Linked DNA regions of Mus musculus: region 2 is linked to region 1. The links are chromatin contacts, called in public promoter capture Hi-C maps. All regions are on one chromosome and are shown on one strand. Each heading gives the region's core, a stretch centred on a gene start, on an enhancer-like site or on the middle of the called end of the contact. The rest is flanking DNA. Distances are from core to core; before and after follow the strand shown. Region 1 overlaps 4732471J01Rik (RIKEN cDNA 4732471J01 gene). Region 2 overlaps Bckdha (branched chain ketoacid dehydrogenase E1, alpha polypeptide).

Region 1 (5,302 bases), core at 1,852-4,351:
TTGTAACTCCAGTTCCAAGGGACCCATTATGTCCTTCTGACCTCCAAGGGCACCAAGCACACATCCAGACAAAGCACTCATATTCATTCATATATATATATATGTACATACATACATACATACACACAGTAATAAAAACTGCTTCTTTCCAGGCGTCGTCGCTTTCGGAAGGTTCGTGGAAGAGTCTGCCAGGGAGACCGTTACTTCACAGAAGGCCAGAATCCATGTCCCTCCATCCTCCTGAACCAGCGCAGATGGCACCAAGGTCGCCATGCCGGAGAGCTTAGCTTCAGCAACATTTCCACCCAGCAGCCCAAATGCCGGTGGAACTGTCTAAAGCCCAAGACATAGAAGCAGGGGAAGGCACCACATCAGTTGTCATCACTGCTGGCTCTCTTTTAGACTCTTGTACCAAACTTGTGCAGAAAGGTAGACATCCAACCATCATTTCCGAGTCATTCCAGAAAGCTTCAGAAAAGGATCTTGAAATCCTTCCTGATATGTCTCAACCTGTGCCACTGAGTGATAGAGACACTTTGTTAAATAGCGCATCCACTTCACTGAAGTCAAAGGTTGTCTCTCAGTATTCAAGTCTACTCTCTCCGGTGTCAATGCGGTGATGAAAGTGATCAACTCAGCCACAGCTACCAGGGTAGATCTTAGAGATATTAAAATAGTCAAGAAGCTCAGAGGGACAACAGATAACTGTGGCTGGCAGGAGGCCTCATTCTCATGCAGAAAGTGGCAAATTCTGGTACAACAGGAGTTGAAAAGGCTAAGATTGGGCATGTTCCATTTTGCTCATCTGCTCCTAAAACAGATATGGATAATCAAATAGTAGTATCTGACTATGCCCAGATGGATCAAGTGCTTCGAGAGGAGAGAGCCTATATTTTAAATTTGGTGAAGCACGTTAAGAAAACAGGATGTGATGTCCTTCTCATACAGAGGTCTATCCTAAGAGATGCCCTTAGTGATCTTGCACTACATTTTCTGAGTAAGATGAAGATTATGGTGGTTAAGGACATTGAAAGAGAAGACATTGAACTCATGTAAGACAATTGGAGCCAAGCCGGTTGCTCACGTTGACCAGTTCACTGCTGACATGGTGGGTTCTCCTGAGTTAGCAGAGGAAGTCAGTTTAAATGGTTCTGGAAAACTATTCAAGATCTACAGGTTGTACAAGCCCAGGCAAAACAGTTACAATTGTCATACGTGGTGACTGAAGAAGCTAGCGCTCCATTCCTGATGCCCTCTGTATTATCCGATGCTTAGTAAAGAAGGGAGGAGCTCTTATTGCAGGAGGTGGTGTTTCAGAAACAGAGCTGGCCTCAGACTGACTGAGTGCTCTCCAACACTGAGTTACCGGTGAGGAAGCCATTCGGTCTACACCGACTGGCCTGAATCCCATTTCTACAGTAACAGAACTAAGAAACCGCCATGCCCAAGGAGAAAATGCCAGATGCAGTAATGTCCAAAAGGCTGTTCTTATCAACATTTTGGAGGAAATGGTTATTCAGCCTCTGCTGGTGTCAGTCAGTGCTTTGACCCTAGCAACTGAAATTGCGGAGCATCCTGAAAATTGATGGTGTGGTAAATAGTTGATGATCTGGATAAGACTGGACGACTGGCGCCATTATGGACAGAAGAACTGTGGCTAGAATGGAAGATGGTTGCTGTGTTCCTTGTCTGGAAGCTTGCTTCTTCAGAGTTTTCGGACATTGTCTTCTGGTTGGCATTTGTTTGAAATTGTATCGAAACAATTTAATGAAAATATTAAATATTTGGGTTGGTTTTCTTTTTCTTTTCTTTTTTTTTGGACCTTTGCTCACTCCGGTCAAGCTTGCTCACTCAGTCCCTGCTTGCTCTGCCCCAAAGATTTATTTATTATTATACATAAGTACACTGTAGCTGACTTCAGACACACCAGAAGAGGGGGTCAGATCTCATTACAGATGATTGTGAGCCACCATGTGGTTGCTCAGATTTGAACTCAGGACCTTCAGAAGAGCATTCAATGCTCTTACCTGCTGAGCCATCTCACCAGCCCTAAATATTTGGTTTTAAACTACAAAAAATAAAATAAAATAAATAAAAACCACCCCTTTCCTAAACAGTTCACTAATGCCCCCGTCTCTCCAGATGCCCCAAGGTCATGTCCCCTGGGAAGGTATATTACACAATTCAAACTGATAAAAGAAAGATCCAATCACAGCCTCCCTTGGACCCAGGTAGAGCTCTCTTACAGCAGGAAAATGAAACTTCATGGCTCTTAAATGACACCTCTCCCCTCCAGCTTCCTCTCAAATTCATTCTTTATCAGTTAAGATTCCTATGTTTTTGGTTGAACATGGTGGTGTACGCCTTTAATCCCCAATGCTTCACAGACAGGCTGTCAGTATCAGGGCAGCCTGGTGTACATAGGAAGTTCCAGGCCTGCCAGGGCTATAAAGTAAGACTCTGTCTCAAAAAAAAAAAAAAAAAAAAAAAAAATCTGCATTTTAAAATCAAGACTTTATTAGCATGGAAATCCTCTCCAATCACCACACAATTCAAACTTCTTTATAGTTGAGTGTCAGAATAAGTCACCAAGTCAAGGTCATCCTCCCCTCTCAGAAACCCTTTACAAGCTGACCTCACGTGCACACTGGCCTTGTCCAGACAACCTGGAGCCCTTGCCCGGCCTTTCCACATGAGCATGATCCCTTGGTCAGAAAGTGGTCCCTGACTAGCTGGTCAGATAAGGCAGCTCTCCTACGCCAAACCCCAAGCTCTCAGTGCCCAGGACAGGGCTACGCTGGGTGGCTGTGTGTGACATGTTAGTTTCAGCCTTTCTAGGTCATTACCCCCTAAAGTGATTGTAGCTTCACTCATGTGCACCAGCCCGGGACTGTAGGTGCTCACGGGGCACTGTAATATGAAAGATGCCACACTAGGAGCTTTGGGCCTTTCATTTGATCCTTACAAATTGCTCAGAAGGGAGAAAACTGAGGCTCAGAAAAGGTGAGAAGACTGCCACAGCTGCAAGGTGGGGGGTGATCGAACAGAGTCCAGCTAGCTGTAACCTGGTCAGTGCGGTGGATCAGGTAGAAGTGTCAGATGGGTCACTGGGCCCGCTGTTCACACGGCAGGGCAGAGAGCCAAAGCACACATGGCAAAGGAAACAAGCAGCTTAATGCTAGCTTCCTCTGAACCCCACATGTAGGTTTACCCCTCCTCCCTGCAGTGTCCCCTCCGACCTTATGTCCCTTCAAATAGTAGCCCCACTATGCTCCACTCATTCCTAAGGGTTTATCTTACCCCTGAGCAAAGCAGTAAGTTATTAGGAAATAAAAGGTCAGAATCTCTGAAGGAAGTCCCAGAAAGTGGTTCTTGAGCAACTGGTTTGGAGTGGGAGCCCCTCCCTAGGGCCACTCAAGTCACAGTGGCCTATGTTTTCCTTCCAGGACCTGTCAGGCAACTTTGGGATCAAGATGTTCACCAATAAGGCTGGCAGACAGGACAGGATTAGGAGAAACCCTGGAATCCTTGCAAACCATGGAAGATCCATGTCACTCCCAGATCACTCTGTCCCGGGGCAGCATCTCCCACACAAGGGCAAAGCCAAGCACTTCAGGAAGACATACCTCTCTTCTGGTGGTAACACTGCCATTAATGAGCGCTGCCCTCTCAGAAGCACTGCACCTGGTGCTTTATGCCTTTTTTCTCTGTTACTCCTTGTTACACTGTTATGTAACTATCCGAGCAGTTAAAGACACGGCTTTTCTCCAGTGGACTAGGCCTGTTCATTATCCGGACTCTAACAATCATGAGTTACAGCCACAGTGGCCACACTACTTACAACTTCTCTACATGAAAAATGGTGTCAATAATCTCTCACGATGCTAATGATTCACTCGGTGAGTGTCAAGTCAGCCATCAGAACTGGCTGGGGTCTCCTCATCATGTTGTAGAGACTGGAACTTAAGGCTCTGAGAGCTCCTACCAACTGTCCACAGCAAATAGAATACTAAGTGGGATTAAATCCAAGTGTGGTGCCCCTGACTCTAAAGACCCTTAACTCCTGGCACTTGGGCTCCCTACCTTCCCTAGACCAAGCCTTACTTCAGGAGCGATTACACTGGTCCAAGAGTCCCGACGGATGGCGGTGGGAACTCATTCCCTGGACCATCCTAGAGACACGGAAATTGAAAGGAGCCACAACCAGCACAAGAATATGAGGTCCAGGAAGTTTTTATTTACCCTGCCCTTCTTCATTTTATTAAGTGACAGCAAACTAAATAAGTATCTACGGAAGTAGGATTAAAAAAGAAGAAGGAGGAGGAGGAGGAGGAGGAGGATGAAGTCACCAAACAGCATTATAAAGCATTAAGGAGAAAAAACTCCAGCTCTGCTTCTTGGCACCTGGGTGTGGGAGAGCAGGCTTAGTGTGAGAACATCGGACAAAACCTTGGCTCTAGGCCATCTCTCACAAATCCTTTTCCACACCCTCAACAACCACCTATCAAAGAAAGTAAAGAGATTGCAGTCTCATAGAAAGTTCTTTTCAAGATCCGAACACTCTGTATTTCTCCATTAGTTACATTTCCCTGTGTGTGCATTTTTTCTATATTATTAGTTATTGACTTTGTGTATGTACGTATGTTTGTTTGTATTTATGCCACAGTCCATGTATAGATGTCACAGGACAACTTGCAGGAGTCCGTTCTCTTCTTCCTCATGAGTCCCAGGGTTCAAATCAGGCCATCAGACTTGGCAGCACGCACCTCATTCACTGAGTCATCTTGTTGCCCCTGCTAAGAATGGTTAGTGAGATGGCTCCTAAAAGTTGTCTTCTGACATTTGCATTATGATACGCACACACACTATATATATATATATATATATATATATACATATACACATATACATATATATACATATATATATTAAAAATTCTTTTTTTTAGACAGTCTCAGAGATCTAACCCCTGGTTAGAACTTTCTGTGTAGACTAGGCCGGCCTTGAACTAACAGAGTTCTACTTCCCACTGCTGGAATCGAAGACGTGTGGTGGCCCACCCCGGCAAGGCCAGATTCTTATATGTAGAGGACTTGAGGAATAAGCTGAGCAAGTATCTCAGGCATCACTCTTCTCCTACTCCCTAAGGAGCCCAGACTCCTGGCTTCCCACTGTCACTGCACTCTTGAGAGGAGAGTCACAAAGTGTCCCTGCCACCCTCCTGTCCCACTCTCACTTGCCCTCTGCTGCACAGTCTGACCCTATCTCTGGTTTGGAGGATTCCAAAAGACCTAGCAATAAA
Region 2 (5,013 bases), core at 200-2,699, 190 kb before region 1:
GCTGGCATGCCTGCCTGAGGCCCTTGGTTCCATATCTAGCACTATAAAAAAAAGAAGGGAAAGGAGGGTGTTGACAGCCCCAAGGGAAGGAGAGCCACATTCCCTCAGTGTTGTGGCCCTTGGGCCATTGGATGGCTCCCTGTATCTGTGAGCACAGGGGCAGCCACATAGGGGCTTAGTGGCTCACAGTGCAGACCAGGCTGGCCTTAAACTCTCTGAGATCTGTCTCTGACTCCCAGGTGCTGGGATTAAAGGCCAGTGAGTTATTAATTAAAAAATGAAGAAAAAGAAAACAACATGAAGTCTGGAGGAGAACAGAGGGTGTTCCCAAAAGATTGGAGGTGGGGATGAGGGGTGGGCGTGACTTAAACATCTCGTGTTCATGGATGAAATTACCAAAGAACCCTGACTAATACACCAAGTAATTTCTGAAAAGGCACGTGTAGAGTGATGGTCTAGTGCGTCTTCTCGCACTGACCATGTACCCTGAAGGCTGAAATCAGATATTTATAAAGCCCTCGCCTGCTACTTTCTGTGCAGGACAGCCCTGTCATACACAAAGTTCAGTTATACCCTTCAAAGACGAGTGTCAGGGATGGTGCTAACGTAAACCATTCTCCCCTTGCTGAGAGTTACCAAGAAGGATTATCTGGTCAAACAAGTCTCTCCTGAGATAGGTCGTATCTATGGGACCGCCTGGCCTTATGACCCCCTAAGTTCGCCACCTTCTACAGTCTGGCTCTTAGTTATCTTTGAATTGAAAACAAAGGCTTACTTCTGGCTTGCAATCCTCCTGCCTTAGCCTCCAAAGTGCTGGGCTCAAAGGCCTGCTCTACCACACTGACCTGGCTACTGCCTTCTCGGTAGGAAGCCCTGGGGAGGACGGGGCTGGTTCCAGGTGGTCCACAGCATTGGCCTGATGCGCCTCCCCACTGCACTGCTCATCACGCTCACAGCTGCCTCCTCCTGCCAGGTGTGCTCATGTACCGGGACTACCCGCTGGAGCTGTTCATGTCCCAGTGCTACGGCAACGTGAATGACCCAGGCAAGGGACGCCAGATGCCTGTTCACTACGGCTGCAAGGAACGCCACTTCGTCACCATTTCCTCTCCACTGGCCACGCAGATCCCTCAGGGTGAGGACCTGTGCTCTGAGCCTTACGCATGCAATACCTGTGGCCCAGCTCTCTGTGGGCCCAGGCCTCCCGCCTGCTAGTTGAGTAGAACCGTTAGAGCCTGGCCTGTGTACAGGGACCTCTCAGAGGAGGGCTCTGTGGTGTCTCACCTCATCAAGCAGCCTTGGGTCATCATGACCCTGCTGAACTTCCCAGACTCCTCCTGCCCAAGCTAGCATGGCCAGGCATTGTGTCGTTGCCACACTCAAGACTGTCTAATGACACTGTCGGTGGCTGGGGGGTAAACCTAGCATGTACAATTGTCCCTGTTGCAAAGACCAGAACATTGAAGCTGAAGAAGGAAGTGACTTACTAGGGACTTGTGGTAGGGAGGAGGGCAGGAACTTACTCATGGGTACTCGTGACTGCAGAGACCACGGTCTACCCTGCCCTGGCTAGCCTGGACCTCAAGTGGACTTCCCAGAGCTGGGGTGCCCTGAGGCTCCTGTATGCTACCGAGACTGCCAGGGTGCTGGGCCTGTGCCCACACAGCACACAGACCAAGGATTGGCTCTCTTATGGCCTCCTGGGCCCAGAATCTGATAGGAGGCGTGTGTCTCGGTGTAGCCCTGCTGTTGAACCAGTCTGGGTGTGTGGCTTGTGTGGCTTGTGTGTCTGCAGACCTCCTGGGAGAATGTGGGAAGCAGAGCTGTTTATTATGGTGCACCAGAGTCCCTTATTCAGCAAATGTATGCCAGGTGTCACCCTAGGCTTTCTGAATAAGACAAATGTCAACCCTGTTCATACTGATGCTGTCTTGAGGGAGAGGGGGCATCAGGGAAGAGTGTGAAGAGATGGTACCTGGAGTGCTTCGTGCAGGTGACAGGAAAGGCAGCACAGAGCCATGTCGAGGGGGCAGTAGCAGGGGCATCACAAGTGATTGAAAGGCAGACTGGAAGTCGTGTGGAAGGGAGCTGTGTGGGCACCTTGAGGCAATCGTGTGTTTAGTTGTGACTAGACCAGGGGACTAAGGGTGGGGAGTACTGAGCACTCGGGGCTTAGTGGCCTTTCCTATTGCAAGGACTTGGCCCACAGTGGCCTGAGAGCCCAGAGTTAGGAAGGAGTCTGCCAGACTCACACTTAAGAGTCCCCTGGCTGCGGCTTGGCCTTGGTGTGGAAGGTCCAGATCTGGCTATCCTCTGAAGGTGGCTGGCATACATGTAAGCGTGACAGACAGGAGTCAGGGGTCACACCCTAGGTACCTGGAGACAACTTTCCGAGCCTGAGTCTGCGTGCGTGTGTGGTGTGTGTGTGTGTGTGTGAGAGAGAGAGACAGAGACAGAGACAGAGAGGGAGGGAAGGAGGGAGGGGCAGGCTTATTCCTACTCACACGCTCTCATCTGTGTCCCTGTGCAGCGGTAGGGGCAGCCTATGCTGCCAAGCGGGCCAATGCCAACCGGATTGTGATCTGTTACTTTGGCGAGGGGGCAGCCAGTGAAGGGGATGCCCACGCCGGTTTCAATTTCGCTGCCACCCTGGAGTGTCCCATCATCTTCTTCTGCCGGAACAATGGCTATGCCATCTCCACACCAACCTCTGAGCAGTACCGTGGGGATGGCATAGGTAAGGGCCTTTCTCTTGCTGCCCTCCTTCCTGTTCTCTCCCTGATGGTGTCTGACAGTAAGGGCACAGGGGGCAATGAGCAGAGCACACCCTTCACTCTCCTCTTCCCCTTTCTTCTCCCTGAGGCCTGACTGGCATCCTCTCTGTCCTGCAGCGGCTCGGGGCCCTGGGTACGGCATCATGTCAATCCGTGTGGACGGCAACGATGTGTTTGCTGTGTACAATGCCACTAAGGAGGCCCGACGGCGGGCTGTGGCTGAGAACCAGCCCTTCCTCATTGAGGCCATGACCTACAGGTGCCTGTCTCCCTTCCACCCCTGCAGCTCACAGGTCTGACAAGCTCTGTCAGCACCCCCCCACGTGTGGCCTGGTCACCCCATGTGCACTCCCTTCCTTGTGCCACATCACTCCTGTGTCCTTTTCTGACACCCCGCCCCCGGCTGATCCACAATCCTCCCCTGAGCAGGATTGGCCACCACAGCACCAGTGACGACAGCTCAGCGTACCGTTCGGTGGACGAGGTCAATTACTGGGACAAGCAGGACCACCCAATCTCGAGGCTGAGGCAGTACCTGCTGAACCAGGGTTGGTGGGATGAGGAACAGGAGAAGGCCTGGCGGAAGCAGTCACGAAAGAAGGTGAGGGCCCATTGGAGCCCCAGGGTGTGCTCCCGATGGCTCTGCACAGCGAGAACTCTGGGAGAACAGGAATAGAGGACCTGGGTATATTCACACTGACCCAGGCAAGCCTTGTCCTCATGCGTGGCTCATAGAGCCAAGCCACCTGGACCATATGGCCTCAGTGACTCTTCACAGTGGAACCCAGGGCTAGTCATGTTCCTGGGGTATCTACTTCATAACTCAGTCCATGTAAAGTGGTATGTCCTACCTGGGCTAGAGCTAATGTCACCCTCTGTGCACTTAGAACAGGCCTGTTCTGGCCTCATACTGCACCGTGGTCACTAGCTCAGCTCTGACTCCGTCGCCCTGAGGAATCCTTTCCTTTCTCTGCATCTTGCCCTCCACTCCTGTTCCCTCCATTGCAGAGCTGAGCTGACAGTGCAGGGCCAGGACCCTGCAGGCTAGGCTCTGGAATGTTCATTAACACCAGTCTGAGGCCTCAGAGGGGTGAGGCTGGACCGTGGCTTGTGGTTGGGAGAGGGCAGGATGAAGGGGACAGCCACTTACTCCCTCATGTCTCCCAGGTCATGGAAGCCTTTGAGCAGGCTGAGCGGAAGCTAAAGCCGAACCCAAGCCTCCTCTTCTCCGATGTGTACCAGGAGATGCCCGCCCAGCTCCGCAGGCAGCAGGAGTCGCTGGCACGGCACCTGCAGACTTACGGGGAGCACTACCCCCTGGACCACTTTGACAAGTGAGGCCCTAGCCAGCACAAGGGGGTCCTGCTCTGAGTGGATGCTGCCCCCTGTGCTAGTCAGCTGTGCGAACATGCTGAGCAGCCAGGGTGGCATTCCAGGGTGACTTTTGCTCCTGTTCCTGCTCCCCCAGGCTACTTCACTGGGGCACCATGTTTGCAGCCATTGCTGCGGCTACTTCACTCCCTTCACCTGTTACAGTGCCTTTTAGGGGTGGGAAGGGACCAGGGCCAGGGAAGACCCTCTGGGCAGGGTGGCCCTGGGCTTGCCCAGAGAGATAGCTGATTGGCAGAGTAAGTAAACCACAGGTCTGCCTTTGACTCTGCTTCCTTCGTCTCTGTTTCCTCAAGTTTGGGGGCTGGGGTGTGTATGTGGAGAGGAGGAGAGAGCCCAGCATGGCTGATTTGGTTTGGAGTGCTGTTGTGTGTTTGTGTATCTACACAGTAACTTACTGGGACTTATGATATTGCTTTAGCTTCTAGTTCTGGGACTATATCGTATATAGCACCACACCAGCCTTTGGGGACATCCTGGCTTCTTAGGCAGAAAGACTTGGAAATACCTACTTCTATAAATGTTCCCAGGCTAGAGGGCAGCCTTGGCATGTATGTGGCCCCTCCAGAGAAAGCCCTCCATGACCTGGTAGATGCATGATGTCCAATGAGGTGTCCAGGATGCCCCCTGGAACCTGCCAGGCTAGGCTGGGTGAGGGCAGAGGGGCAGCAGCATCTGCCTTCCCTGCAGGGGTCCCATGGAAGAAATCGCTCCTGGCCTTGGAGTAGGAAGGACACATTTTTCAAAACCATAAAGTAGATAAACACAGTCTGCCACCTTGGCTAAGAAGGGTTTAGGAGAGACTCAGGCCAGGTCAGCCCCACCCACCCCAGCTTGTCTCTAGGAGAGA

The links. Capture Hi-C pulls out chosen DNA fragments and counts their contacts.
Region 2: a promoter capture Hi-C map of liver shows a contact between it and region 1. The contact joins two enhancer-like sites. A contact is called at or near these places in 1 of 39 promoter capture datasets (embryonic stem cells), 1 of 15 datasets of contacts at CTCF or cohesin (large pre-B cells), 4 of 484 Hi-C or Micro-C datasets (B cells, CD4 T cells, bone marrow-derived dendritic cells and 1 more), 11 of 115 datasets of contacts at active chromatin or transcription factors (the HPC-7 cell line, embryonic basal ganglia, embryonic forebrain and 6 more) and 3 of 9 other capture datasets (adipose tissue, embryonic stem cells and liver).

What each region holds. Positions count from the first base shown.
Region 1 is chr7:25,438,455-25,443,756 of GRCm38.p6, reverse strand. The region is part of intron 4 of 4732471J01Rik (RIKEN cDNA 4732471J01 gene); the gene reads right to left. It also overlaps the pseudogene Gm15495. Among named protein-coding and RNA genes, the nearest start is that of Cxcl17, 28 kb to the right of the region's middle. Within about 2 kb of position 3,101, at least 35 of the 459 cell types and tissues checked have an H3K27ac peak or open chromatin away from gene starts, as enhancers often do. A contact at or near this core is called in adipose tissue and liver, where this site is marked.
Region 2 is chr7:25,629,362-25,634,374 of GRCm38.p6, reverse strand. It overlaps Bckdha (branched chain ketoacid dehydrogenase E1, alpha polypeptide), which reads left to right. Exons shown (of 9, transcript NM_007533.5): 5 at 974-1,135; 6 at 2,531-2,737; 7 at 2,892-3,033; 8 at 3,204-3,375; 9 at 3,942-4,523. The coding sequence ends at 4,112. B3gnt8 (UDP-GlcNAc:betaGal beta-1,3-N-acetylglucosaminyltransferase 8) reads right to left here. Exons shown (of 2, transcript NM_001036740.2): 2 at 4,885-5,013. Among named protein-coding and RNA genes, the nearest start is that of B3gnt8, 4.2 kb to the right of the region's middle. Within about 2 kb of position 1,449, at least 92 of the 459 cell types and tissues checked have an H3K27ac peak or open chromatin away from gene starts, as enhancers often do. A contact at or near this core is called in adipose tissue and liver, where this site is marked.